4 separate regions of the Mus musculus genome follow, and regions 2, 3 and 4 are each linked to region 1. Evidence: chromatin contacts called from public HiChIP or PLAC-seq and promoter capture Hi-C data. All regions are on one chromosome and are shown on one strand. Each heading gives the region's core, a stretch centred on a gene start, on an enhancer-like site or on the middle of the called end of the contact. The rest is flanking DNA. Distances are from core to core; before and after follow the strand shown.

Region 1 (7,126 bases), core at 1,606-4,105:
GGACAGGAAGCACCCAGCAGGGTAAGGCCTGCAGCCCCTCTGCAGCCCCTAATGCTCCCACACCACAGACAGCAAATGGTTTTCTAAAGTAAGCCATGCCTACGTAATGCATCCACAGCTAGGCTTGGTGTGTCCCTATCCTCTCAGCTCTGCAGAGGCTGAGGCAGGAGGATAGCAATTCCCAGGCCAGGGTGAGCAAGACAATGAAACCTTGGTCTTTATTTTATTTTATTTTATTTTATTTACATCCCAAACACTGCCCCCACTTCTAGAGTCCCTCCCCACATTCCCAAAACCTCGGTCTTTAAAATAAATAAACCACACTTTTAAACATCTAGGGCTGCTCTGAACGTTATACATTTAAAATAAAAAGGGAAAAGAAAGCGTAAAGAAGCTTACAATACCAAGCTTTCCAGAAAACTCAGGTAAGAGAAATAAACATTTAAATCAGACAACATCCAAAAACACTCCACACCTTCACTTCTGAGAGCAAAGTCTCAGTCCTAAGTTCAAAACCAAGTGACACAGCTCAGAAAGAAACACAAGAGCCACCTTCTGCTGAGGATGCAGAGGAGGCCGGAGTTCAGTGCTAAGTGGCTCTCGGCTGGACTTCTCCCTCCAAGGATCCCCCTCCAAGTACACACACAATCAGGCTTCAATCTCAGAGCTACAAATGAGCCCAAGTTCAGCTTTGGGGAACAGTCCCTTCGGGAGTGACTCAGAGCCAGGGAAAAGAAAGAGAAATGGACCTGTTTGGATCTGAGCAAGTGAGACCCAGCCTTCATTGCTAAGTCAAGAGCCCCTGTGCCAGGGCCAAACAATGTCCCCCAACTTTCTAAAGAAAACCCCAGCCCTATCAGCCACAGGATTCCTGAAAACTGCAACAGCTGCAAGCTCAGGACGAGAGCCGTTCGGGCAGACAACGCATGGCTCCACAGAACCACTGACAGCCAACATGGCCGGGAAAAACACGGGGAGCACAGCTGCCAGCTGCCCTGTCACCTCTGGAGGACTTCAGCCCAGCCTCCTACAGCACAGGAGACCAAGGCGGGCGACCAGTGCCCAGACCCTGGGGACTAGATTAACTCCATCTCGCCGTGGACTTTTGCCTGAGACAAAGGCCATCTTATACAGGCATTGTGAGGGCTGGCTGCAGTGGGGTGGGGCTCAGTGGCCAAGCACCTGCCTGGCATGCACAAGCTCCAGGCTCCATCCCTAGTACTGTGTGGGTGGGAGAGGACCCAAGACATTTGTTCTAGACACTTCTACTCTGAATTCACTGCCCTGTTAAAAACCAGTCCCCATCTCCTACAGAGCAACCCGGACCTGATGCGTCTGAGCTTCACTCACACAGGGGTCTGGCAGCCCAGGTTGGGAGACAGCAAGCTCCTGCTCGTGGATGAAACTAACCGCAGCTGAGGAGACCACAGAGAGGTGACAGCTGGCTGGCCTGAAGAACTTAACTTTCCTTGGGCCCTGCCTTTCTTGTTGACAGTTGCCTCGCATGCAAGAGGGAAGTGAGGTGGCAAAGTGTATGTATGTAAGAAAAAAGAAGAAGAAAAACCCAAAAAGCTAACCGAAGTCTCAGAGGCAAACGTCAGTGAAAAGATAAGACGCCACAGAAACCCATTCAGGAACCACAACCACTTCTTAGAGGAAGACATTAAAAAGAAGCCACAACTCAAGGTTCAAAGAGAGCTGAAAGAAAAACCGACGGAAGCCCCGACGACCTCACCTTGTTCACCTTGGACAGGGGAAGCTGAGTTAAGAGTTTAAACTTCAAAAGGCTCAGACTGTGGAGCAGCTGGGCAGGAGGCCCGGATGTGGCCTCTGACTACCAAGGACATGGTGTGGGACCTCAATGGCCCTTGGCACTGGTGAGCCTTTCTCTCACAAGAAACCTGGGTTCTTGGCTCCAGGGCTGCTGCCGGCCTCCAAAGGCCCAAATGCACACCGACTCCATCATCCACAACTCCGGGCTGCAGCTGAGAGGGATGGATACTAAAGAAATGAACTCCATCTGCTAGTCACCATGGCCCCCAACCACCCAGCCTTCAGCTTCCACGAGAACCACGTGCTTTACCAGTCCTCAAACATTCGGGCCACAGCTGGCATTTCTGAGTGGACAGTCAAGCTGCCCTTCCTGCCCAGCAAGCTGACATTATCATCCTAAGACCAGATCCCACCTCAGTGAGCTTGGGTTCTCCCCGATGGTGGATCACCACTGACAGCATACCCGCAGACCCGCTGAGGCTGCAAAGCCCCTGTCAAGAGCCAGGCTCTCCAGACAGACACGCTTAGCAGCGTGCACAACCCCCACGATCGCACACGCAGACACGGGTTCCTGTACATCGTACCCCTGCCATGCACGCCCGGGGACACCTGACCCAGACAGGCAGGTGGCAGGGCCCACCTGCGCCCAGGTTCCAGGTCGGTGCAAGTGGACATATCGTTGAGTGTTATGTCACCTAAGAACCGGGATTGACAGGACAAAGGCCTTCTCGTGTCCCCAGCCTGGGCCGTGACACCGAACACACAAAGGGGGCCGCGCGCTGACGCAGGCCTCCGGGTCCCTTAGTAGGTCATCTCCAGGCTGGCCGGTAAAGGACCCCAGCCGCGCTGCCCCACCGCGCGCGCTTGCGCTCACCTTGTGGCAAGCCGAGCAGGTGGGCAGCGCGCCGCTGGGCCCGGGCGCGCTCTTGCCACCGCCACCACCGCCGCCGCCGCCGCCACCGCCGCTGTTCAGGCTGCTCTGGATCTGTGTGAGCTCCTGGCGCAGCACCTGCTTCTGGTGGAAGCTGAAGGCCGGGTGGTTAGAGGCCATGGTGAAGAGCAGGAGGAACTCATCGCCCGTGCGACCCTCGTTGAGCTGCAGCCCGTAGTTGTGGATGATGGAGTCGGTGTGCGTGAGCGTGCGGTACAAGACGCCCGCCGCCTCGCGCTGCTCCGAGCCCAGCAGGGCCAGCGACACCAGCAGCTTGCTGCGCACCACCTCGTCCGTCAGGTTGGTGAGGCTGCCCAGGTCGGCCGGGTTGTTGGCCTTGATCTCCGAGTCGCGCAGCGAATGGTAGTCCTTGCGTGCCAAGTCCTCCAGGCACGAGCCGAGGAAGCGCAACTCGAGCGGGATGCACAGGTCCAGCAGGCCGCACAGGAACTCCACACGCTGCGGCGACGGCAGTTCAGAGAACCAGCGGTACACGCCGTCCCTCTGCAACGGGCAACGCTTCTCCACCATGCTGCCGCCCGCGCCGCGCCCGCCGCCGCCGCCGCCGCCGCCGCCGGGCCCGGGAGCAGCGCGCGGGCGGCCGGGGGGCGCGCAGGGCCGCGGCCGGGCGCCGGGCGAGGCCGCGCGCGCGCGAACGGGGCGCGGGCCGGGCGCGCGCGGGCCGGGGGAGCCGCCCGCCAGGGGCCCCGCGGCGGCCGGAGCCGGGGCCGCGGCCCGGGCGGCCGGGGACGGCGAGCGGCCTCGGGGCCGCCGCTCACGGGGAGGCGCCCTGCCCGCGCCCGTCCCCAGCGGCGGCCGGTGCGCGGCAGCGGCGGCGGCCGCTCCTCGTCGTCGTCGTCGTCGCCCGGGAGGCGGCCGCCCCCATCTCCCCGCGCGCCGCAGGGTCTGTCAGTGCGGGCCGCCCCCCGACGGAGCCGCCCCGGCCATGCCGCCTCCTGTGCTTGCGCCCAGGCCGGCCGTTACCCGCTGCGAGGCTGGGCGCGGCGCCCGGACGGGCCTGGCGCGGCGGAGGGATCCAGCGGGACCCGCGGACGGATCGCGGCCCGGGCCGTCGGAGCTGAGCAGAGCGCGCTCGCGAGCACGGGCAGCCGCGGCCAGCGGAGTGGGCGGGGTGGCCGCCTCTCGCGACAGCCCGGGCTGTCCGAGCCCGCCCCCCCACGCCAATTGGCCAGGCCGCCTGTCCTGCGCGACGGCTCGTTTCGGCAGCTCCGTAGGATTGGTCGAAGTCTAGGCGCCGCCTCAGAGATGGACTGTCGATCACGTCGGGTCCGCCTGTGCCCGCCCCCTGCGGACCGGCGCTAGGGGATTGGTCGGTGGGAATCGGCGTGGTGGAAAACTCGGGATGGAATTTTAGGCGCTTTTGTTCCCTCAGATTAGCCCGGAGCCTTGTTTTTTGGGCAAAGCCGGGCGTTGGGCCTCGGTGCTTTATTCATGAACGTGACGGCAAGGAGGCGGCGATGGGCCCAGAAGCACCACCGGCTCCGGACTTCCCTCTGATCTGCCCACCCGAGCTGTGTGACCTTGGGCGAATCGTGATTTCTCTCCGAGCCCCTTGCGCCTCCCGGGGAAGATGCGGGTAATAATACCCTCCCGGGGGGCTGCTGAGAGCTCACAGTGGGCGAGCACCTGCGTTTTTGAGGTGGCGGGACCGCCTAGGGCGAGGATGATGGGAGGAGCAAGCCTTCTTCCCTCCCCCACCCCAAGATCTACTTGCCAGGTCTGTCAGCTCGTTCTGTCAGCGGGCATCTCGGGCCCTGGAACCGAGAAAATGCAAACCCGCGGGCAGAGGCAGGGCTAAAGGACTGCCACCACCCTGGCTTTTGCTTGGCACCGGGATGCAATTGGGGGAAGGACAGGCGGGCCTCCTATCCCCTTCCAGTGCTTCGGATACAGGGCCCGCCTTGGGCAGACGGAGAAACTGAGGCCTGGGACAAGACGCCCCGCTCCCATTCCTAGATGGAGTCTTCTGACATCCTGGGGGTATAGGCCGATGTCCCTGGGCATCGAGTGTTGAGACCTGGACTAAGCTGAGCTCCCCTGCAGAGCCTGCAGCCAGGCCTTTGGAACTAGTAAATAGATCCTTCCAGTCTGGTCCAAGGTGCTGAAAACTCTCTCGGCGGCAGAACATTCCCGGCCTTGGAGCTCCCACCTTGAGCGGACGGTGCCTGCCAAGAGCTGGGAAACTGTTCCCTTGGCCCTGCCCACCTTCTTGAGCGCATTTCTCTGGCTACCCCAGTGTACTGGGAGGTTTGGAGGAGATAGTCCATTAGGCACCCCTACCCCCTTTTCCCAGGGCAGGCTACTGAATGAATCCTAATTCTCTGCAGTTTGGGGGAAGACATCCATTCCTAAATCTAAGAGCCAGGAAGCAAGGAAGACTGACCTGAAACACAGCACACCCCTACTTCCTGCGGGAGTGCCCCAGAACCCACAGACACCTGGGTACCTTGCCCAGACTCTGGCTGGCTGTGTGACCTGGGCCATTGACTCGACCCCTCTGGGCCTCAGTATCCTCATCTATAAAGGCAGCCTAGAGCCCAGCCTGGCAGGTGGTACTGGAGGTCCTGGGTGCTACCCAAGGCTCATTCTAGCTGGAAAGCAGGGGCTGGAACTGTAGAAGGCCCAGGGCTGGTCTCCTGCGCCTCTAGCTCTTGCTGTGTGTGTTATTTAAGGCCATGATGAATTAAATAACAGCCCCCACCCAGACCCTGTAAATGCCGCCTTGTTTAGAAATACGGTCTCTACAGATACAATGAAGATCAGAATCAAGACACATTGTGCCAGGTTAAGGATAGCCCCCCCCCCCCCCCAAATGCACTGAGAATGTCCTAATAGAAAAGCTGTGTCGTCCTTGGAGTCAAGGGCAGAAAGGTCATGTAAAGATAGACCCTCCAGTGAGGGATGGCAAGAGCTGAGGAGGCTGGCCCGATCCTCCCCCGTGCCCCGGGGACATTAGCCACCACAACCTGACTCTAGATGAAGGCCTCCAGGGAGGAGAATCCAGCTTACAGTGAGGTCGGTTCTGAGGGCAACCACAGGAAACCAGAGGAAGGTTATGTCCCCCGTTGCTTCAGCTGTAGGAACAGACCTCAGTTGGGGCCATGGAGATGAGAGACCCAAGTTCACATACCCGAGCTCTGAGGTCTCCTCTCCCTACCCTGTCCTCCCCGCCTCAGCTCAGTCCTGAGCACACTCTGCCCACGCCACTGTTGCTGGACCCACTTGAGCTCCAGGCCTCATGTTGGTTGCCAAGTTCCGGGTGTCTGTGGCAGGTCTGTGACTCCCAGTGCTCAGAGCTCCCTCCTCGGCACAGCCTTGGCCATGGGCTCCTGAGCCTTCCACGCCAGGTTTGCATATGTCTGAGGGATTGCAGCCTGCGTGCCCAGTTCCAACCTTCACAGTCTCCTCGCCTGGCCTGTCTACTCCTTCCAAAGGACTGGAGCACGGGATATTAGGAAGGATCAGGGGACCCCTAGGGAGTGCCGGGAACTGACCCCAGGGCTCAGGCTAAACCAAAAGGGCTGCTGAGCTTCGGAGGGGCCAGCCTAGGAGAAGGCCTGCGTAAGTGGAAATAGTTGTCATTCAGGCCCCAAGGCCCTCTGCCTAGAAACGCAGCTGTAGGGGTTGCTGCTGATGCGTATGGACCTGAAGCCATCTAGAGCGGTACCCAGTCTGGGGTAGCTTGGCTTGCCTGCCTGCGTTTATGTTTGTTCCAAACTGGGTTCCTTTGGGAGTAAGATCAGGAAGAGAGGACTCCCATTCGAGAGAACTGAGGACAGCAACATAGATTACCTCAGACAGAGATGTGCTGTTCAATCCCGAAGTCCCCCAGAACGGGCCACCCCAGTGGTGTGAAGTGCCCGTGTTGTTTCCGTGTCCGTACTAGTAATCCCGACTCTGGGACAGTGCATCACCCCCCCTGCCCAGGAGTCCTTCCCCCAGTGCGAGGGTCCTGCTTTTTCTCTGCCTCAGCATCCAGTCAGGGAGAAGGATTAGCATGGGGGCCAGCAGCCACGAAAACCACAAAGACAAACCAAGACCTGGTTCTGATCAGGACAGAGAACCCCGTGTGAGCTGGGTATTGAGGAGAGAGGACAATCTCCAGCAGCCCAAACCTGCTCTCCCTAAGTGGGGGCTAGACCTCAGGCAGACGCTGACTTGCTGGTTCGGGTTGGTTTTTTTTTTTTTCTTTCTTTCTTTCTTTCTTTCTTTCTTTCTTTCTTTCTTTCTTTCTTTCTTTCTTTCTTTCTTTCTTTCTTTAATTTTATGTGTGTGAGCACTTTGCCTGCCTCTCTTGTGTGTTCACATGTATGCCCGGTGCCTGCAAAGCTCAAAAGAGTGCACCGACCGGATCACCCGGAACTGGAGTTACCACAGATGGTTTATGAGCCACATGTCAGT
Region 2 (7,126 bases), core at 3,028-5,527, 980 kb before region 1:
TGAAATATTTTTAAAGGTTTATTATTTTTTATTATGTATATGTCTGTGTGTAGGTGTGTACAGGAACGCGGGTACCTGTGGAGGCCAAAGGTGTCAGATTCCCTAGAACTGGAGTCGCAAACTGTTGTGATTCACCTGACACAGGTGCTGGGAAGTGAACTCGGTCTACTGAAGAGTAGCAAGTGTTCTTAACCACAGAGCCGTCTCTCTAGGCCCTAAATAATTAACAAACCAACTAGGGTTAGGTGGCCTCTGAAGAGTGAGGTATTAGGATGGGAAGAGACAGGCATACAGAGGCCTCACAGCCCCATGAAAAGCTGGGTGGCCTACAGTGGCAGCACACAGTCCAGTAACCTGCCCCCTCCCAAGTGGGCCAAGATAAAGCACAACCCAGACGCTGACCTCTGCTAATGGCCATCATCCCAGCATGGCTATCTGAAAACCCAGACCTCTACCATGAAGTTTATTAAGATCAGCACAGGAATAGCAAATAGCTGTCCAGGACCACAGGGAGAGAAGTGAACCTCAGACAGACACCATACCTCGGACACGTCTTCACAGGAGGAGAAAGCAGGATGTGAACCTGCTCCCTCTGCTCAATGTCCTCTATGCTGTTGGGTCAGTCACACTGGAGAGCTATCGAGGGGCCAGGGCCAACCCTGTTAAGACTGCACAGATGGGCCCTTCTCTGCAAGCCTGCTAACATTGTATCTAAGCACCGTCATGGATCTCAAGTGACTCCACGTTAGCCAGAGACCAGGCAAAGCTAAGAGCACACCACACCTGAGCCTGCACGACCACCAGGTGGAGGTCGCCTGCCTGGTCAAACCTCCTGTCTGCAGCAAGAAGCAGGCCGTGCCTTCACAGTTTCAAGGAGCTACTTCTCAGGCCAGCCCAGAGTTCTCCTTGAAAGAGAAGCTGGGGGTGGAGTGAGGCTGCTAACGAGAGGGAAGTACCCAGGGCAGATGGGACATCAGCTGTGGGGCATGGAGTGGAGACAGCAGGAAGAACACTGGCCTGAAACCACATCATGGTAAGAAAGTCATCTGAGCAGAATGCAGAGAGCCACCTCCGCTGCCAAAACCAAGGCAGGGGAAAGACAAAGGGCTTAGAGAAATAGGGTTACGCTAATTTCCCTACCAACCCTTTTATGGTTTTTTGCTATTAAGAGTAATTCCTTCACTGCCTACGTCAAAGGGCTTGAGGATAAATAATAGGCGTAAGTACTTAAACAGATGAAAAGCACCCGGAAATGCAAGGATTTTTGTCTAATGGAAAATGATAATAGAAATCCCTTCAAAGGAGTCTCATGCTGTCCTTTGGCAGAGCACATGTTAAGAAGTGGCTGGCTCGTCTTTACCACGTTCAGCAATCATTCCAGTGTGAGCTCCTTGGCAGTGGGAGCCACCAGGATGGGGCCTCACTGAAGTAACTGCATGGGTTCTGCCTGTTGCTGTTAAAACTTCGACAGCCTGCATTTTGACAGCTGCAGGCTCTAAGCCCAGAGACCTCCTGGCCTTCAGCATACAAGGTTGCAAAGTAAATAACACAAATTGAAGAAAACTCAGGCACCGGGGAGGCTGGTTAGACAGCCCAGGGGAAGTGGAGGAAAATATTCAGGGCAGGGGGCATGTATAGGAGGAACAGTAGTACCGGGAACTATGTGTGTTTGGGAAGAGACAGACTGGAGGACAAGGAAGTATGAGCAGAGGGGTGGAGGGAGGGAGCAGCAGGCATACTGCTCTAAGGGACTTTGCTGCTCCCATGGGCACAGGGTCACATCCTGGGACAGATGCACTGTCCAGAGAGATGCTGTCAGACCCCAGTCCTTCAAGGGGAGCCTGCAACCTGCTGCAGGAGGCAGCTCATCTGAGACTGGCAGGTGATGAAGGGACAAGTTCAACAAGAGCCTGAGGGAGACACTCCACAGGCATCGGAATTCATCACAATGGAGCTCAGGCCTGAGAACTGTTAAACTGAGCACTGGGGACTCAGTGTTTCCACACTGTTAAAGGGACACAGTGGAGGGCAGCATTGGAAGAGAGTGGTCACAGCATCTGGTGCACAAAGTCCAAGACAGTCAACTGCCAGACCGTCTCAGATGTGGAGGCCCTGAGGCAGGTCACATGGCCTGGGATGCTGGGCTGGCCTGACACTTGAATGCCCTGACCATCCTAACCCTCCAACTTTGACCAGCTAATTTTCTTAAGGAGGGGAAAAACCAACCAACCAACCAAACACAAAAACTACCTTGTGGGTTTTTTTGTTTTTTTTTTTGTTTTTTTTTCAAGACAGGGTGTCATTAGCACTGGCTGTCCTGGAACTAGCTGTGTGGAACAGGATGGCCTTGAACTTTAAGGCCACTTTGCCTTGGCCCTTGTTTTAGTTTTAAGTTCAGGTCTATAAGTATGGGCATGAGTGCAGTACACACAAGAAGCCGTAAGAGGGAGTCTGGAGACAGAGTTAGTGGTGGTTATAGGTGTCTGACCTAGTTAGGACTGTTCCTCTAGGAGAGCAACCAGTGCTCCAACCACTGAGCCATCTCTCCAGCTCCTCCATCAGCTGGTGCTAGGAGCTCTTCAGCACAGAGCTTGCCAGACCTCTACAAATCCAAGTCTAACTGAGCCCTGGGTTCAATCCACCCCACCAAGTCAGGAGAGAACCTGAGAAGCCTGCCCTACTGTGGAAGGCAGGGCCCAGCCAGGTGCAACTCCCTTGCTAACAGAACAACTTAGACGGTGGCCAGAATCACCCACAGGAACTCTCAAGAGACACTTTAGGCACTAAAAGCACGCTTCTCTTCTGGAACGAAGTATCATCTGCAAACCTTCCTCCTGCTCAGAAAGAATCTAAAAAACATTCAAAATGTGCCCAGTAAACGTGCCGATTTGCCTGTAGGCTCTTGTAGTTTGCTGGAAATTACCTCTGGTGTTTTAATGTAAATTAAATAATGGATGAGCAAGGTGTGGTGGTAGTGCACACCTTTAGACCTAGCCTCAGGAGATGGAGGCAGGCTGGTCTGTGTGTAGGACGCCAGCCTGGTCTACAGAAGAGTCCCAAACTCGGCAAGGCCACAAGAGTGAAACCCTAACCCTCTCCCCCAGAAAACAAAAGAAACAGAAATCAAGGAATGCGAGTCGCGTCGGTAATCCCAGTTCTCAGGAATCTAGAGCAGGAAGTGCTGGGAGTGCCAGGCTAGCATGGGGGGCTACATTCAAAGCAAGTCTCCGATTCAATGCAGTCATTTTGGTGGGAGAGGGGGAGACAGGATTAGCATTCCCTCCTAGGCCAGCTCAGATTTTTAACTTCAGAGCTCATTCTGAGATGTAAATGAGGCTGTGGGGAGACTGGGTGGTTACGGGTCTGATCTGTTTCTCAGGTGCGTCAGGACTGCACCTGAGAGCGCTTCCAAGATGTAGTAAGCAGCGCCTGACCATATCAGTCCAGGGCTTTATAAAGGCAAACCGCAGAGTTAGAATTCCGGGTCTTGCAAATGTCTCTTAAGCAGAGAAACCGAGTTTGATTACAAGCGCAGAAACAGCAGTCCGTATTATAACCTATAATCTTGCTAAAACAGCAAGTCTGGGGCAAAAAAATCGGCAAGTGGACCCACAAAATACAAAAACAAACAAACAAACAAAAAAACCTCTGTAAAACTAGAGATTTACATGCTATAGGCATTTTTTTCTTTGTGGCCTCACAAACACATTAAGTTTAAACTTTAAACGTTACCTATCCCAGATCTCACTAATGTAGACCAGGCTGGCCTCGAACTCTTGCCTCCCCATCTCGAGTGCTGGTTTTAAGGACGTCCACCACACATTCGAGTTTCTCGGTCATCTTACAAAACCTCGAGAGCTCCCCGGGAGCAGCCGCAGCGTCCCGCGAAGGGCGCCCGACTCCGCCCGGCCCGGAACCCCGCGCCGCGGCCTCGACCGCGAGCTTACCAGGGTGAGCGCCACCTCCAGCATGGGCGTCAGAGCCAGCGTGCCGTGGAAGAGCGGGATGCAGTCCACGAAGAGCGTGTGGCTGCCCGCTCCGGGAGGATGCTCCTTGCGCGGCCTCTGCCTCTCGGCCACCAGGAGCCCGTTGACGGCGCAGTGCGGGTACTTGGCGCCGTGGAGCACCATCTTGCAGTAGGCCTGCGTAGTCAGCTTCACGCCGGGCATCGCGACCCACGCACCGCGGTCCTCCGCCACGACCCTCCGCTGCACGCCGTGACGCTCTCGCACCTCCGGCCGCGGCCTCCCGCCTCAGCCGGTCGGCCGGAAAACGTCTGCCGGAAAGCAGCTGCTACCCGCTCGGCCTTTCGCGACAGTTACCGCCCCGCCCCGCCTCGTCCTGCCCCGCCCTGCCCCGAGCCGCGCCGCCCCGCCCCGCCCCGCCCCGCGCTCTGAAACGGACGGGCTTGGGGCGGGGCTTCCCTGATTCCCGCGATGCTTCGCGGCTCCGTCTTGGTCTTCCGGTTGCGGGCCCCGTTCTTCCGGTCGCGAGCACCCCAGGGTGTAGAGGGCGGTCGCGGCGGTCGCCTGGGCAGCGGTGGCAGGTGACGGCCTTGGACGGCGGGTGAGGGTGGCACGGTCGGGGGCCCGAGGACCTGGAGCGCCGGGGCCGGGAGCGGTGCCTCCGAGACGCCCCCGGACCCGGGACTTGAGCGGCTCGGTGACCTTGGGGCGCCCGCTTCCCCGAGCGGGTCTGTTGTCTCGGGTCCCCGCTCCGGCCTGCCGGGCACCGGGCGTTCCCGCTGTGCCAGGCCCGAGGGACAGCGACCTGAGCCCTGACGTCACGCTACGGTTTCTGCCGCCCCGGGCGTTGATTTTTTTTTTCCCGGGCTCGGACGTTCTTTCTCGGGGATCGAATCTCAGGGGTTGTGCTACAGTGAGGCGTGGGGCTCGGGTCGCTGGGGCGGGTGACAGGGTCATCCAGGTCGCCTGCGGGACGCAGGAACGGGAAGCGGGCCAGGGCCTGAGCCTGGGCGGCCTCCTCCCGCTTGCCCTTCGCAGTCTCTGTACAAGTCAATTTTTAAAATAAAACTCAGTCGCAGGAGGTGTGCTACCGTGCTATCTATCTATCTATCTATCTATCTATCTATATATCTAGTTCTAGCAGTTTCAGTCATTTTTGTCTTTCTAGTTAATTTTTTAAGAAGCCGGATTTATAGTCATTGGCCAAAGCCATGTATATTACAGCCCTTGGCTTGATGTAAGGAAGTTCACCCTGTGCCTTCGCATCAGTAATAAAAACCGGATCCTGGGGGCATGCCTCTGGCCTGTAATGCCGGCTCTTACGAGGTAGAGGAAGGTAATAGTGGAAGCTTTCAGGCCAGTCCGTGCCTTAAAAAGTTGATGAAATCATTACCAAAAAAAAAAAAAAAAAACATTTAACATTTCGGGGGATAAGTTGCATTTACTTCCTTAATGTTTTGCCGCAAAAAGACTTTGGCTAAAAGGTGTTTGCTGTCATTGTTAAGAGGTATAAGGGTTTTTTTTTGTCTTTCAGAATGTTGGCTTCCAGAGCGCTGAGCCTGATTGGCAAGAGAGCCATTTCTACTTCGGTGTGCCTTCGAGCACATGGTGAGCAGGACTTTCACTCCCTTCCCTGCCCTTTTCTTTCTCCTCCCTTTGGTTTTTCATGACAGGGTTTCTCTGCATGGCTCTGGCTGCCTTGGAGCGCAGAGACTTAACCTGCCTCTGACTCCCATGTTCTGGGATTAAAGATGTGCACCGCCATGCCCGGCTCAGGACTTTTACTTTCTTTTTCTTTTTTTTTTTTTTTTAAAGATTTACTTATTTATTTTATGTATATGAGTACACACAGTAGCTGTACAGATGGGTGTGAGCTTTCATCTGGTTGTTGGGAATTGAATTTAGGACCTCTGCTCGCTCTGGTCAACCCTGCTCGCTCTGGTAGACCCCGCTCATTCTGGTCCAAAGATTTATTTATTATTATACATAAGTACACTGTAGTTGTCTTCAGACACACCAGAAGAGGGCATCAGATCTCATTACGGGTGGTTGCTGGGATTTGAACTCAGGACCTCTGGAAGAGCAGCCAGTGCTCTTACCTGCTGAGCCATCTCACCAGCCCCCGACTTTTACTTTCAAACAGGCAAACTAAATGTCTTTTTGCCCCTATGTCTCAGGTCCTGTGCTGGGATTTTTTTAACAAAGATGCCTGGTAGCTTGGCCTTACCGGGATTTTAGGGAGAGATGAGAATTTGAACAGGGCGTTTGCCTGCTTGAAGGAGCATGGATAAATCCTATTAGTCTGGGTCTTTGCTTGCTTTATTTTCTTCTTACATTTTTTTCTCTCTCCCTTCTTCCTTCCCTCCTTCCTCTCAGTCTCACTGTGTAGCTCTGACTGGCTTTGGACCCACAGGGTTCCAGACTGTGCCTCGTGAATGCTGTGGTTAAAGGCAGGACACCACACCTGTAAAGTTCTGTCCCTCTGTCTGGCGCCATGTCTGTCTTTAATCTTTTCCTGCCACAAGCCTCTGTAAACGCATAAAGCCCGCTTCTGTTGCCATCCCAGAAGCATGAAGCGAAGGGAGGCTGCTGGGCTTGAGTCTGAGCTGTGTGGATTTCACCTCAGCCATGGGCCAGCTGCTGGTGTCCTAAGGCTCTGCAGCAGTGAGAGTGCTGTGTCCTGTTGCTCTCCCCGGGGCACCATAGGTGCAGGCTGAGACAGAAGGGTGTTGGGTAAGGGAAGTCCCTCTTTTATTATCCAACACGGAAAAGACATGCTCCATCTCCAAGCACAGATATCTGTGACAAGACCAGTTTTTGTCTGACTTGGCTGTCATTTTTTGGCAGTCTGGCCAGTGGACAAGGAGCTGCAGTCTCCTTGTTGTCCTCTGTGGACATCTGTGCCCACAGTATTAGAGCGCTTTGGGAGCCTGCTGGGGCACTGCTGTCAGTTGAGGTATTCATGGTGTGAGGTGACTGAGAAGAGATCTGAGCCTTAACATCTGACAACCCGGGCAGCGCTTGCCTGGGGTGGGAACAGAAGTGATCTTGTGATTGCAGTCTTTGCTTTTCCCCCTTTTATTATTATTCTGTAAATTTTCCCCAAAGGTTGAGGTTTACTAAGGGCAAGAAGGGTGACTGAGGCCTGGCATATGCCTGGG
Region 3 (7,126 bases), core at 1,262-3,761, 580 kb after region 1:
ATCCCTTCCCCAAAAGTTCATGCGGGGGGGGGGGGGGTGAAAGGCAGGAGCAGAGAGGTTCCCTCAGGAGCCTCTTCTCTGGCCCCAGGTGTGTGTGTGTGTGTGTGTGTGTGTGTGTGTGTTAGCAGCTCCTCCCAGGACAAAGAGGTCATTCTGTCAGGAGCTCTGGCTCTTGTTCAGGACCGAGAGGAGAAGATGAGGCTGCCGGACATAAGTCCAAGGCATCCTTGAGGAAGGACCCTGTCACTCAGAAAAGTCTCATAACAGCATTCTCATGCTCATGTGACTGATGTCTAGAGTGAGAGGAGACCTTGACCCTGCCATCCTGTGCACACCGAGGCTTCACAGTGTTACTACGGCCCCACCTGTGCCTCAACATCACTGATCAGTCACGGGTAGCCATGGGAGAGGATGCAGGCTTTCCAGTCAGAGGACTGAAGACAGCACCAGAGCCTGGAAAAGGGGCAGCAGCTTGCCAAGCAGAGGAGACCTGCCTTGCTATGGCCTCCTGAGCAGTAGGACAGGGCTGTAGGCCTCACACCCACCTGACTCGAGAATTACAGGGCCTGTCCACTGTTAAGGCTGTAGCAGCAGGTGGGGGCACCAGTGACCTCGGTTATTGTGTCTGTAGCCTGGGCAGTGTCCAGAGGCACACAGCTAGAGAAACATGTGTCCAAATACTACATGCATGCACACATATATGTTTATGTGCACACATATGCATGTATATGTGTTCGCAGATGCACATGCCCCAAGCACATACATATATACATACATACATACATACATACATAAACACACTGGTATATTTTGAAATCTTGGCCTTCCTTAAAGTTAAAACAGATATGTCTTCCAAGGTCTCCCGGGTGGGTGGGACCCCAGCAGTAGGGACTGGGAAGCCTGGTAGCTGGGGTATTCCTCCACTCACAGTTAGTTTCTCAGACCCTTCCTGGATGTTTTCTGAGGAGCAAGAGATCCTGGGTCCACAGGCCCAGAATGATACTGCGGAAATGTGATCAGAATTCCAGAGCTGGGGTGCAGGGCAGGGTGGGGGCCTCTCAACCCAGATTCTATTCACATTTGCATCCCCTTCGGGCTCACTCACTGTCACATGCCACACTGCACAGTCCCAGGAAGATCAGCTTTGCCCTGCAGCACACTGCAGCTCAGGGCCATTCACAAGTGAGTGGTTCAGCATAGGCCTTGGGACCTGCCCAAGGCCAGGAGTTTCCCAGGAAGCATCCTGGAAGCCTGCGCCCAGCCTTGCTTTGCATGATAAAGGTGTTCCCAGGAGTGAAACTGGAACTTCTGAGTGGCAGCTAGACCTACTGGGGGTGGGAGCTGTGGAAGGGCTCTTTCTGACAGGGTCTCTTTCCGTGAAGTACCCCCGCCTGTTGAGAAGCCCACAGATCAATGGTCAGTGATCCAGTTCATCTAAAGTGGAGTCAGTGATCTTCTCTCTCTCAGGACCTGGGGCTGTGAGCTCACATCGTGTACGTGTGTGCGTGGAGACCAGAGGTCGGCTTCAGGTGCTGTCCGCTTTGTTATGGAGACAGGTTACCCTGGAGCTCACCGAGTAAATTAAGCTGCCTGGCCAGCTAGCCCCAGGGATCTGCCTGGCTCTTGCTTCCCCAGCACTGGGTTCAAATACACGCCACACCTTGCCTTTTTACTCAATGCTGGGGCATTGAACCCTCATGCTGAGCTGAACATCTTAACATAAGCTCTTCCAGCTGTGTGGCCTCTGGCAGATTCCTGATCTGTGAAGCTTGGGTTCATGTTAGATGTGGCATTTTGTCAGATGATCTTAAAGGTGCCCCTCCGTCTCTAGAGACCTAAATAGCTCCTTCGGTCCCCACTACGTTCCAGTGTGCTCATCCCCAGGCTGGATGATGGCCCAGTAGGAAGCCACCAAGGTTGATGACTTCGAGCTCTGTGTTATGACAGAAGCCCGCTGGACATCTACTCCAGGCCGCAGCACCTTAGAGTGTCAGACTTATGTACTGGGGGGTAGGGGGAGGCTTAACCTGAATTTTCCCCTAAACAGGTGTCAGCTATGGCCCGGGCCCTAACCTTCCGGGACAGAAGCCAGAGGAAGAGGTTTAGTTGCTTTTGGTGGCCCAGGGACTGGGAGGAGCGAAGGATGGATAGAGCTGCGACTGGAAGCCACACGGTGGAATGGTGGCAGCCGTTTCCGAAGTTGCGCTGAAGCCAGGCTTTCCGCCCAGCGGCGTGCCAGCTGTAGAACTGGCCAAGGAGCGTGTTGTGGGGGGAGAGGGTTGGTGACCGGGGAGAGAGTTTCCCACCAGGCCGGCGTGGCTAGGTGGATCACATGAAACCAACACCTAGGAAAAGCCGTGCTAAAAATAGCCGGGGCGGGGCGGGGGGGGGGGGGGGCGCAAGCGTGTAACCCAAGCCGGGGCGCTGCTGTGCGTCCGGCCTCCGCGCGAGCGCTGCCCGCGGACCGGCCCGGGAGGCGGCCCTCTGCTCGCACCCCGCCCCAGGCGCAGCGCGGCGGCTCGGTGCCCGGCGGACGGGCGGGCGGGCGGCCGGGGCGCTGCGGGCGGGGATGAGCGCTGGGGCTACGCGGTCCGGGCGCGGGCGCCCCGCGCGTCCCGGGAACTGGAGCTACGCGCGGCCGGGGCGGAGGTGAGTGCGCGTCGCTGGGGTGATCAGGGACGGGTGCGGTCACCGCGCTGCCCTCCAGGCGCACGGCTGGCCTCGGGTTCCGACACACGGTGAGACGAGCTGCAGGCGCCGAGTACCGAACTCGGGGCTGCCTGGCCCAGCCCCTGAGAGAGCTGTTGGGGATGTCGCCCGCGAGTTGCGAAGCACAGAGCAAGCATCACCAGAGCCCAGGGGAGTCGGAGCCACGGGGCTGCGGGAGGTGAAGCGGTAACTCATTCATTGCGACTTGGAACCGTTCGTATGCTACTCCACCGCCGCCCGCTCGGGACCCCCTAAGGTCTGATTCCGCGGGCGGGATGGGGTCCGGCTAGCGGACTTGAGGGTCACCACGCTCTTGCTTCCGCCAGGAGGCCCATCGCGCCCCCACCCACCCTGTGCTTTGGGGCAGCTCCGCTGGAGGAGTCCACGGAGTTAAGCTAAGCCGACCGCGGAGACACTGCGCCCCTCGTGGCGATGGTGGGAAGGGGAGGGTATCGTAGCGGGATTCAATCGGACTTCCAGTGGCGGCCTGGACCCTGTCCTGCACCCGAGACCCCAGGGTAGAAGCAGGGATGTGCATAGCAGACAGGAAAGCGGAACAGCCGGGCTGCTGAGTGGGGCTCGGGCTCCAGCTGAGACAGTTGATGGCTTTTCTTCGGGCTCCTCTGAGCCGGCTGTGTGGGGACTGTGCCACGTGTTACTACTGCATTTAATCTTCCTAGTGAAATGGGTGGAACCCCGTGCTCTAGATGAAGAGGGTCAGAGTGGCCTGTGTTGCACAGCTGGAAAGCAGCAGAGGTGCTGACAGTCCAGAGCCACACTGCCAGTTGACTCTGGTCCAGTTCCCCCTGTTAGAGGGACAAAGGTGTGTCGAGGCCTCTGTGTCCTGCACTGTCCCAACCGTCTTTACTCAGCCAACACCCAAGTCCGGAAAATAACAGACAAGCGGGCAAAATGCTTGGGCATATTGACGGGGCCAGTCGGGGAGAGCAGCAGCTGGCCAGCAGTCCCTTCAGGATGGCATAAGCTTGCCTGGCAGGTCCCTTTTGCCATAAGCTTGGCCTGGCAGGTCCCAAACAACTGGGCAGAGCCAACAGAGTGTGTCTTCCTTATTGTGAATGGGAGAAGGCAGCAGAGGACGGCACAGGGTTTCTTCAGTCTGGGAGATAAGGTGAGACAAAGCAAGTGGACTCCAGGCTGTCAGTATCCCAGGGCATTGTAGAGGCCGTGGGAGAGCCAAAGAGAGCTCTGAAGTCATGAGCTTACAGTGTCAGTGATTTAGTCTCCACAAGACCCCACCCTCCACCGACCCAGGTCAGTGGCTGCTTGTATGCCCCCAGCGATGGCCTCTCACTCCTTCACAGCAGCCTGAGCCTTCTGTCCTGCCGCTACTGGAGGATCCGTTTCAGCCCAAGCCCCTAGCTGTCAATCACCTGGAGTGACAGGCGACACAGTAAGCCTGGAGTTGCCACAGTTGCCTTGGAGAAGTTAGTGGTATGTCACTCCCCACCAAGTCTTTGGAGCATGTACCTTTTACAACTTGGCATTGCAAGCCAGGAAGTGTCCTGCCACCTGCTTTGGGAAGCAAGCCCTGGGTCTTTCTCTGCGTGCCCTTGCTAAGTACTGACATGGCCTGGAAGCAGAGGCCAGGCCACACACTGAAACTTATGTGCAGCCTGGGCTTCTGGGCCAACCCCCAATCCATCTTGGGAAGAATTCCATTTCTGGGTCTGCTTTCTCCTCTAGAGCTGCAACGGTGTGGAGGAGGGGCATACTTGCACAGGTATACCCAGGCCAGGGGCAAGTGTGGCAGGTAGCATGGCCTTGGGCAAGTCACTAAACCTGGCTGGTCCTGGGCTCCAGCCGATGGAAGCAGGTGGCCAGGTACTGGACTGCATCTGCTTCTTGTTTTCCTCATCAGCCCTCCATTGGCCTCACCCCATTTCCTCCTGGAACTCGTGCGTGAACAATGAAGGGTGAGAGGGCCTTTAACACAGCCCCTTCCTCCCACACCTACCTGGGACACTCAGTTCCCTTCCCTCTTGGGACACCTCCCATTCTGTCCCTGTCCTCGATGGCCATCACCAGAGCAGGTGAAGCCGTGTCCCCTCTCTAAAAGGAACAGCAGCTACAATATGGCCCAGCCCATCTCCAAATAACATTCTGCACCCAGCACCTCTGACTGACACCCTCAGCCCCGTTCTCTGTGGAGCTGACCCATAGTGCTCTGACCCAAGCATGGCGGGAGGAAGGCTCCAAGTGGGCTCTGGGCTTTGTATTGAGGTGACATGGCTCCCTCACGACCTGGAAAGGTTTCTTTGGCCTCTCTCTTTTTGTTTGTGCTTGCCATTCACCCTGGGGCTGAGGCTGGGGCTGAGGCTGGGGCCAGGGCAGTAGAAGCTGTCAGTGTTATCCTGCAGACCTGTCATGAAGTCTGCCAGCATCCCACCATTTCCAGTGGTAGAAATCCGGTCAGTACGGGTGAGTAGTGGTTCTTTGCTGCGCTAGCGTACTTTGCTCACCAAGAAGCCACAAACCCCAGGGCATCTCATCATCTGTATCAGAGCCTCCGCTTTAGCGCCATGATGTCTATGCCGTATGCGAGCTGCTATTTCTGTTCCCAAGGACTGCACTCAGCCTAACCCACTGTGCACACTAGGGAATGACCTCCCTCCCCAGAGACACAAAGAGCCAAGGCATCTGTCATGTCCGGCAAGTCTGTCATGTCTGGCTTGGGATCCCTTCTCAGGTGTTTAGTGCTCATCCATGGTATGGGACATGGTGCAAAACAGGTCCTAAGGCTGCAGGGACCCACGCAGAGGTGCCTGGCCTGGCTGAGCTCAGCAGTGAGGTTCCTGCCACCAGTTGTTCCTCAGCACTGATCGCTGCTCCTCGAACACATGTGCACGCATGCACGCATGCATGCTGCTGCTGCTGTTGCTGCAGAAGCGTGTATTGAGTTCAGACTGGAGCAAGTGTGCCTGGCAGAGTGGAGCAGGGACTGTGACATGTCTTTAAACCATATATTTCCGTGTCCAGCCTGGCAGGATTGAAGTGGTCTCTGGGAATTACACTGTTGGCTAAGTGGAGCCTACTCTAGAGAGGCAACGCCCAAGCTAAGTTCTGCTTATGAGCATGGAGAGGCTACAGAGAGGCTTGTCTGAGGACACTGCCATGCACCCAACACTCTGCTATCCTACCCTTCCCCCAACACACACACACACACACACACACACACAGTCTCTTCCATCACTCAGCATGTAAAGGGCCCACTGCCTTCTGGGAGCTGGGATCCAACTTCTCTTTTTCTCTAAGTGATTCTGACCTGCACACCCCATCTCCACTCAGTTCTGCTCCTTCCAGATGAGAGGGGTGAGCCCCGTGGATAAAAAGAATATTTATTAGCTTGGGACCTATTTATTAGCCTCAGGCCTAACTTCATTCTGTCCTGGCCTTTGCAGTGTGTAAGACCAGGACAGACATGGAGCCACAGTCTGTATAAAAGTGGCCAAGAATGGGAGGCCTCTCTGCCTACCCTGTCCCCGACCTAGGGTGTAGTGTTACTGAACAGGCTTAGAGAGCAAAGACAGGTGAGTGCCACTGTGAATGGCCACACATGTGAGTCGCTGGAGACTATGCCCAGGAGACAGGCTGAGGAAGCTTCCCCTCCCATCCTGGCTCCTCCTGCTGGTGCTGGTGCCAGTGGCAGAATGGGGGACATTCCGTCCCCTGGCTGTCTCTCACAGCGTCTGTCCTGTGTTTGGCTGCTCCGGGGCTGGCATCTCAGCCAGCCACCTAACAGAGTCAACATTCATGAGCAGCAGTCAGGGGCCCCAGCCGGCTGGGGCACTGCAGAATGTGACCGTTAGGAGCGCCCCTGAGCGGCATTTTCCACATTCCTTGGGGTTCACCGGGCCAATGCGGCCTTGGCCGTGTGTAAACAGGCCAAGGCTCTGCAGGACCTGGATGTGGCCACTGGGCACCACAGGAGCGGGAGCATGGAATGCTGACTCCATGGCTGGCCAGTCCAGGAGCCAGGCTGCTGGTCTGGTCCTTGAAGAAACAAGTCTTTTGGCTGAGGCTGGGTGCTAGCTGCGGTGGGCACCATCACCATCCAGTGCAGCCTACAAGGCAAAGGCCTCGCCTCCCCCACCTACCACTTACCACACAGCACCCACCACACAGCACCCACCACACAGCACCCTTTCAAAGTGTAAAAGTCCTATGGGGTTTAGTACGCTCACAGAGCTGTGCACTCACAATCTCATTCTAGAACATTCCACCACCTCCCCCACCTCTTCCCAGCATCCTCTAATCTCCTCTATCTCTACCTCTATGGATTTGCTTATTCTGGACATTTCATGTGCATATGCTCATGCTCTGTGGCTTTCTGTGTCTGGCTTCTCTCACTGGATGTCATGCATTCAGGGCTTGAGCAGCTGCCTTGGTCAGAGCTTTC
Region 4 (7,126 bases), core at 2,962-5,461, 570 kb before region 1:
CCCTCGGGGTGTTCCTGATGACTGTGTGCGTGCTGTGTGGGCTCTGTCTTACTGGATCTCTCCTAAACATGAACAACATAAAAATAAAAATAACTGGCCCTTGACACATAATACGCGTTGTGTTTTCCTGGTGGCTTGTTTTCGAAGCTCACGCTGCTTCCTCTCCACTTCAGTCCTGATTTCTCTGGGATCCCCCTCCCCAAACTCCTCCTGTATCCTCACCTCTCTGTGGTGATGAGCATCTCCCTGCTCCCCAGAAATTCTCTCTGGTGGCTCAGTCTCTTTCTGGCTCTGACACACACACACACACACACACACACACACCCTTCTCTCTATCTAAGTACAATTGCTCAGGCAGCTAGAATTAAAATGTTTGCAGATAGTTTGGGGTGTCTGAAGTGGGGGGAGAAAGCTGCCCAGGAACCTACCCATCCTGGAGTAGCAGGATCCGGGAACTGCTCCGGACTGTCTCTTTGGGAAGAGCTGTAAATTCCGGGACTGTAGTACCATCAAATATTTCACTGAAGGACGTCATGGAAAATGACGCTTTGGGATATAAGGGCCACTGGGAAGAAGCAAGTTCAGGCTTCTTTGGCACTGAGTGCTGACCCTCTTATTTACTTGTTTAGACAGCGTCCCGGAGCCCAGGCCACCCTTAAACTCAATGTGTAGCTCAGAAGGGCCTTGAATTTCTGATCCTCCTGTCTCTACTTCCCAAGCGACAGGATTACAGGCTTGTAACAAGCCTGATTTATCTGGTTCTGGTGTGGAACCCAGGGCTCTGTGCACGCTTGACAAGTGACTTTTTTGGTTTTTGTTTGGAAGATTTTGTTTTGTACACCTGTTGTTTGTTTGGGTTTTTGCCAATTGTGCCACATCCACAGCACAATTTATTAGTTTATTTTTTTAACTAAATTATTAACCTGTTCTGGGTTAAGTGGCTGTCTGTCGGAGATACAGGTTTTAGATGCTGACAGTGACCGTCCCTCTGCTCCCCTCACCTCCTTTCACTGACAGCAAGTCCCCCCCCCCACTTTGGCTAAGCAGAACACCCAGCCCTTCCTTACTTTAAAGTGCACCCCAATACAAGTAGCTGCCTCAAGCCTTGTTTCAAGGGTACCCCATCCTACACCCCTGACAGAAACCCGCCCACAGCGCTCTCAAGGCCGCCGTTTTTCCTGAGGCCTGTAGAGTTACGCTCTTCTACCTTCTGGGCACATATTTAGAACACTTCAGAACATTCCGCCTGTAACACACAGTCCTGTCCACATTCCTCCACTGTGCATAAAGCAGTCCCGCTCTGCAGGTAATTACACCTCACAATCCCGCGTTGCTCGTGCATATACAGGGCGTGTCCTTCACGTTTGTTTGCTTTTTAATCTGGGGGACAGGGATCTCAGATATCCAAGGCTGGCCCTGAATTTGCTAAACTCAAGGATGACCTTGAACTTCAGCTCCTCCCGACTCCACCTCGGGAATGCTGGGATTACCGATCACCTCACCTTTCTGTACACACGTTAGTTGGGCAATCTACCAACCAGGCCGGTGGATAGACTGAAGGAGAGTCCTGCCCAGTTAGAATCTTCAAACACTGATTGCACATGAAGCCACCACACCAGCCCCAGGTCCTCCAGGGCTTAAGGCATGGTATTCGTTTGCTATCCATTCACCCCTCTACATCTCCCTCGCTCTACAGTTCCCTTGGCAGTCCGTGGTGCCTGTCCCACCGTGCACTTTGCCCACAGTTACCTCATCGGGCAAGTGGCACTCTGAATTCTGGTACCCAAAGGCTGAATTGTCCGTATCACGTTCCCTCCCCTCTCCATCCCTGCACTTCGGCGCGTCCCCCGCGCTCCCTCTGGATGTCGGGGATGCGCAGTCTCGCGTGGGGTCGGCCCTTGCTAACCTGCAGCAGGGCGGCCGGCCTCGCTGTGGGTGGTCGGCGGCGCCCGCGGCCGGACGGCCGAAGCAGGATCTGGTTCCGCGCTCGGGTTTCGCCGGGCGCGCTTTCGGCCGGCGGCTTCACTTAAGCAATTAACCAGCGCAGATACCTGGGGCCCCGGAGTGGGGGGCGTCCTCCCCGAAATGCGGGCATTCCTGGAGCCAGTGCTAAGCGCAGGGATTTGATTTGAGATGCGGAGGGAGTCTTGTGGATTTTCAGCTGAGAGCAGGTATCACCCTATGGATCCAGGGCCCTGCCTCCCTGAGGCTGCTCCCCCGGGGGACTTTTGTGTGACATTCGTCCCAGCTCACTGCTGCCACAACCGTAAGAAGTGGGTGCTTTAGTTGGAGCCGCGTTTAAAGGGAGAAACTTGGCTCCATACAAAATGGTCTAGGCTGGGACCATCCAGACTTGTGAGTGATCCTACACTGAAATATGGGGGGGGGGGGGGGAAGCGGTCCCCGCGGCCTCTTAGGAGGGAGGCATGATGACCCTGCTCCTGAAGTCAGTCTCATCCTAGTTACACAAAATGACCAAGAGCTTGGCTTCCTCCCACCCCCTCCCGCCCCAGTTTCAGTTGACACTTTATAAAAGCATCGGTTGGAGATAGTTTATGGGGCCAGGAGACTCGTCCAGCAAGGGAAGCCACTGATAGAGCCCTATGACTGAACCTCCGTTTCTCCTCTTTAAAAATGTGGGATTCAGAGAGATCTCAAAGTGTCTGCGAGCTGTTTCGAGACACATAGGCAACTCCCCCCAACCCTCATTGCTTTATAACTGTAGAGGGTCATCCAAGCTATAGGCTTTCAGGGTTCCTACCCTCTTGGGTACCCACTTCCATCTCTCTCCTCAGTGGAAAGTGGGAATTCGGGCTGAGCCTCAGGCAACTGGGCTCCCCTGACCCTCCCCCTCACAGGCAGCCTTAGGAGGTAGGCCTGAAGACTGAAGGGCAAATGAAACTTCAGTTTCCTCCCCTGAAAAGGAAATTTCTCTACAAAATACCCTAAAGAGCCTCTGACAGCGGTCTGTGGGAGTTCGGGAAGGGGGGCAGATCTGGAGGTCACCTATGGGCACACATCCTTTAACTGGAAAAGAGCTTCACGTCCCCTCGATTTGGAGGCACCCTTGATCTGAGGTCAGAGGCAAGGCTGGACTGGGGCAGCATGCAAAATACAGCCTGTGCCGGCTCGGAAAATGGGCGCCTTCCTCAGCTCACTTCTCGCTAAAGGCCAGCTATGTAGCGCCCTTCTGAGAACTTCCCTCCCTGAGGTACAGCCCAGAGTCCTCAGGTCTGCAATTGCCAGTGTAAGAGGAAAAAAAAAAAAAACAAACCGTAAATAAAAAGAAAATAATGGAGAGGAAAAGAAAGGAGAAAGGGGGGGAGAAGAAAACTTGGGGGTGTGGGAATGTGTGGCCTGGGGTGGAAGGGTGCGCTCTGGCCTACAAGGCCCATTCTTGTGATCCTGTGGCTCTGTGTGGGCGAAGGCACAGTCCAGCAGCGTGCAGGCTACATGTGGTGCGCCCTTCCAGGGTGGGGCCCCTTAACTGTACTTAAGTCCCGTGAGAAGGCAGACGCCAGTCTGTGGATGGTGCTGAGGGGTGCTGTCTAGGCCGACTGTGTGGCGCAGAAGCCGGCTTGCTAGAGCGTCTATGTGCACGAACACATAACCACACATAAGCGTCCACCTCCCTTCTTCCTCCCTTTTAATTTAGTTGGACCACAGAGTTCTAAAGTCTGTCCTGGAGAAAGGAACGGGATGGCGACTCTCGCCTCCTGCGAACCCGGTTCTGCCAAAGGAGGCAGCTACAGAGCAACAACCTAAGTCAGTAAGCCCCCAGACCCTCGCACAGATGTGCCAGGCGCCTCGAAGACGACAAGGCGCCTACCACCAAAGCTGAAGGCGTGGGGGTGGGGAGAAGATGGGGAACCGAGAATCCAAAGAAACTTGAGGCCAGCGGGCTTTGAAGGAGACCCGCAGACATCTCTTCTTGCAACTCGCGCCAGGGCGCAGCCGCCTAGCTCCAAGGTCCCTCGCACCAACTCCTGTAAAGGTCCCCTTCGTCACCCGCCCTGCCACTAGGGCTTCCCGCGCGCGCGCGCGCGTGTCTGGGCTGCGGAAGGCCCACACTCACCTGGTTTCGAGCGCGCAAGTCCACCTGGGATCGTGAATCGTCCTGCGCCCCGCATCATCTCTCCAAGGCCGCGACCCCGCAGCCAGGGCCGCTCCCTGACGCGCTCCCCGCCTGCGCCACCCGCTTTCCGGAACCCGGCCTGGCGCGCAGCGTCGGAGGCCCCGCGGCGGCGGCAGGCCGAGCCCATAGGGGCATCAGGCCAACTCCCCCCGCGCCCGCGGGCTTCTCTACTCTTATTATTAAAGGATCCCCCGGAACGTGTTTACGTTGAGCCTTGTAAACTTCCTGCCCCGGACTTTGCCATCTCTCAGGAAATCAGAACCTGCGCTTGTAAAAGGGGACACGGGGCCGCGGGGCCAACTAAGCGGATTTCAGAGTTAAGCGTGGGGGGAGGGGGCTCCGAGGAGACTTTGCTCTGTGAATTCAGATCTGAGAGTGGCAGCTTCCCGGGGGACCCTGGGGAACGTGAGTGGGGAGCGCACTGGTGCAAGCCTGCGCGTCTAAGTTGGTGATTAGAGGATTCGCTTGGGGGCATCGTTGTGTGTGCGCTCCGGGCGCGTGTTAATGCACGCGTGTGCGCGCTTTCATGAATGAGTGCACGAAGCCGCCTGCTAGGGAACCTGTGCGGTTCGTGGCACTGCACGACCTGAAGCCACTCTCCGGGTCCCGCTTGCAGCGCTTGGAGACAAAGCGCCCGCTAAGCCGCCTGCGGTTTCGTTTTCCGCCCGCCCGCGCTCGGCTGGGGCAGTGGCTGCAGCGCGGTTGGGCGAGTCCGAGGAGCGCCGGGCGCCGGCGCAGCGCTTCCCAGGGCGGGGAGTGAGGGGAGGCGGTCCCTCTCGGGAACTTACGCCGTCCTGCCCCGGGGGCCGGGAACCCAATCGCTCTCTCTGCCCGCGCTGGTCACGACCCAAGGCCTCCGCCACCGCCGCAGCCCAGCGCGCCGGGAAGACCGGAGTCCCGGGCGCGTGTCCAGCCCGGTCATCCGGGCCTAGGAGGCGGGGACCGGCACACCGGGTCCAGGTCGGCAGAGGCGGGGCAGGCTTCGCAGTCCGGGGAGCGGGGGTGGAGGGGGGCTGGGGACGCGTGGGGAGGGACCTGGGGGGCTTGAGCCCACTGAATAGCTACGGGGGATCGGACACTGCAGGCTGCGGGGGCGCAAAGGCGTGCACCGGCGGGGGGGGGGAGTAGGCGGGGGGGGCGGTGCCGGGCCCCCTGATGCGCGTGGCCTCCCGCAGGGAGGAGGAGGAGAATAGCGCGCCTGGGGAGGGCGGGCTTGCGGGGGAGGCGCGCTCGGGAGCCGCAGTGACGGCAGAGGTGCAGCCGCCCCGCGCAGCCCCCTCCCCTCCCTCCCCTCCTGCTCCTCCTCCTCCTCCCGGCTCGGCAGCGCAGAGCAGCGGCGGCAGCGGCGGCGGCAGCAGCCACCCGATGTCCGCGCCCGACAAGCAGCAGCCGCCGCACGGCGGGGGCACAGGAGGAGGCGGCGGCGCGGGCGGCCAGGCCATGGACCCCGCGGCGGCGGGCCCCACCAAGGCCAAGAAGACCAACGCCGGCGTGCGGCGGCCGGAGAAGCCGCCCTACTCGTACATCGCGCTCATCGTCATGGCTATCCAGAGCTCGCCCAGCAAGCGCCTGACCCTCAGCGAGATCTACCAGTTTCTTCAGGCGCGCTTCCCCTTCTTCCGCGGCGCCTACCAGGGCTGGAAGAACTCCGTGCGCCACAACCTGTCGCTCAACGAGTGCTTCATCAAACTGCCCAAGGGCCTCGGGCGACCCGGCAAGGGCCACTACTGGACCATCGATCCGGCTAGCGAGTTTATGTTCGAGGAGGGCTCGTTCCGCCGGCGGCCGCGCGGCTTCCGAAGGAAATGCCAGGCGCTCAAGCCTGTGTACAGCATGGTGAACGGGCTGGGCTTCAACCACCTCCCCGACACCTACGGCTTCCAGGGCTCCGGAGGCCTCTCGTGCGCGCCCAACAGCCTGGCGCTGGAGGGCGGCTTGGGCATGATGAATGGCCATTTGGCTGGCAACGTGGACGGCATGGCTTTGCCCAGCCACTCGGTGCCACACCTGCCCTCCAACGGCGGCCACTCGTACATGGGTGGCTGCGGTGGCTCTGCGGCCGGGGAGTACCCGCACCACGACAGCTCGGTGCCCGCTTCACCGCTGCTGCCGGCCGGCGCCGGCGGAGTCATGGAGCCGCACGCCGTTTACTCCAGCTCTGCAGCAGCCTGGCCGCCCGCGGCCTCCGCGGCTCTCAACAGCGGGGCCTCCTACATCAAGCAACAGCCTCTGTCCCCTTGCAACCCAGCCGCCAACCCCCTGTCTGGCAGCATCTCCACGCACTCCCTGGAGCAGCCATACCTTCACCAAAACAGTCACAACGGGCCGGCAGAACTGCAAGGTGAGTGCAGGGGGCTCCAACCCCAGACCCAAGCCATGACAGCCACTGTGAACCGATCTTGCTTCTAGAGCATTAGCCCCAATTCTTTGGGTACCAACTGCTCTCTCTCTCTAAGGAGAGTTTTGATGTCCCCAGTTTAGACTGGTCGAGTTTCGTTTCTTGTTTCTCTTTTCTGGCTGCCCCTAGCCTGACCAGGTAGGCCCCATTCACACCAAAAAGACTCAGACCCCAGGCTCTCTTAAGTCCAGGGAACATCTGGGTTCCTTCGCCTCTAGCAAAGGCCCTGTGTATCTAGCCAGCGGCCTAGCCCTGGCCAACAAACCCACCTTTCTGATACTTCCCATGCAAAGAATCTGTGTCAGGCAAGAACGGAAAAGTTAGGCCCAAAGCAAGAGTTAGGCCCAAAGAGGCCTGGACCAAACACTGAGAGGCCCAGCCCAGGCCCTTCAGGAAACCTGGTTTGGTGAGTCCAGGGGCATTTTGTGCAGACTTAAGCTGGGTCCTGTGTGGTGGCCAGGCCTGGAGTTGGGGGTCAGAGTCATAAGCCCCAATGCTCTTTGTCTTTCAGGATCCAGGTTTCAAGGCCCCTCAGAGCCCACCCCAGACTCCCCCACTGAAAAAGAAGATAGCTTTCAGCCTCCAAGCCTAGT

Evidence for each region. Promoter capture Hi-C pulls out the DNA fragments that hold promoters and counts their contacts. HiChIP or PLAC-seq counts read pairs in DNA pulled down with a chosen protein or histone mark. Capture Hi-C pulls out chosen DNA fragments and counts their contacts.
Region 2: a contact with region 1 is called in a promoter capture Hi-C map of pancreatic islet. The contact joins the promoter of Emc8 here to the promoter of Zcchc14 in region 1. A contact is called at or near these places in 3 of 39 promoter capture datasets (cranial neural crest, embryonic stem cells and liver), 1 of 484 Hi-C or Micro-C datasets (muscle stem cells), 6 of 115 datasets of contacts at active chromatin or transcription factors (astrocytes, bone marrow-derived macrophages, embryonic forebrain and 3 more) and 1 of 9 other capture datasets (pancreatic islet).
Region 3: a contact with region 1 is called in a promoter capture Hi-C map of the C10 cell line, with 3 times the contacts expected there. The contact joins the promoter of Zfp469 here to the promoter of Zcchc14 in region 1.
Region 4: a contact with region 1 is called in an H3K4me3 HiChIP or PLAC-seq map of embryonic stem cells, with 9 read pairs. The contact joins the promoter of Fendrr here to the promoter of Zcchc14 in region 1. A contact is called at or near these places in 1 of 39 promoter capture datasets (liver) and 2 of 115 datasets of contacts at active chromatin or transcription factors (astrocytes and embryonic stem cells).

Annotation. Positions count from the first base shown.
Region 1 is chr8:121,649,078-121,656,203 of GRCm38.p6, forward strand. Zcchc14 (zinc finger, CCHC domain containing 14) reads right to left here and starts at 2,856. Exons shown (of 13, transcript NM_080855.2): 1 at 2,648-2,856. The coding sequence starts at 2,824.
Region 2 is chr8:120,663,810-120,670,935 of GRCm38.p6, forward strand. Emc8 (ER membrane protein complex subunit 8) reads right to left here and starts at 4,278. Exons shown (of 5, transcript NM_010926.6): 1 at 3,948-4,278. The coding sequence starts at 4,169. It overlaps Gm27021 (predicted gene, 27021), which reads right to left and starts at 4,333. Exons shown (of 4, transcript NM_001308449.1): 1 at 3,948-4,333. The coding sequence starts at 4,169. It overlaps Cox4i1 (cytochrome c oxidase subunit 4I1), which reads left to right and starts at 4,416. Exons shown (of 5, transcript NM_009941.3): 1 at 4,416-4,546; 2 at 5,500-5,573. The coding sequence starts at 4,437.
Region 3 is chr8:122,227,763-122,234,888 of GRCm38.p6, forward strand. Zfp469 (zinc finger protein 469) reads left to right here and starts at 2,512. Exons shown (of 3, transcript NM_001362883.1): 1 at 2,512-2,649.
Region 4 is chr8:121,078,899-121,086,024 of GRCm38.p6, forward strand. It overlaps Fendrr (Foxf1 adjacent non-coding developmental regulatory RNA), which reads right to left and starts at 4,212. Exons shown (of 6, transcript NR_045471.2): 1 at 4,076-4,212. Foxf1 (forkhead box F1) reads left to right here and starts at 5,488. Exons shown (of 2, transcript NM_010426.2): 1 at 5,488-6,476. The coding sequence starts at 5,501.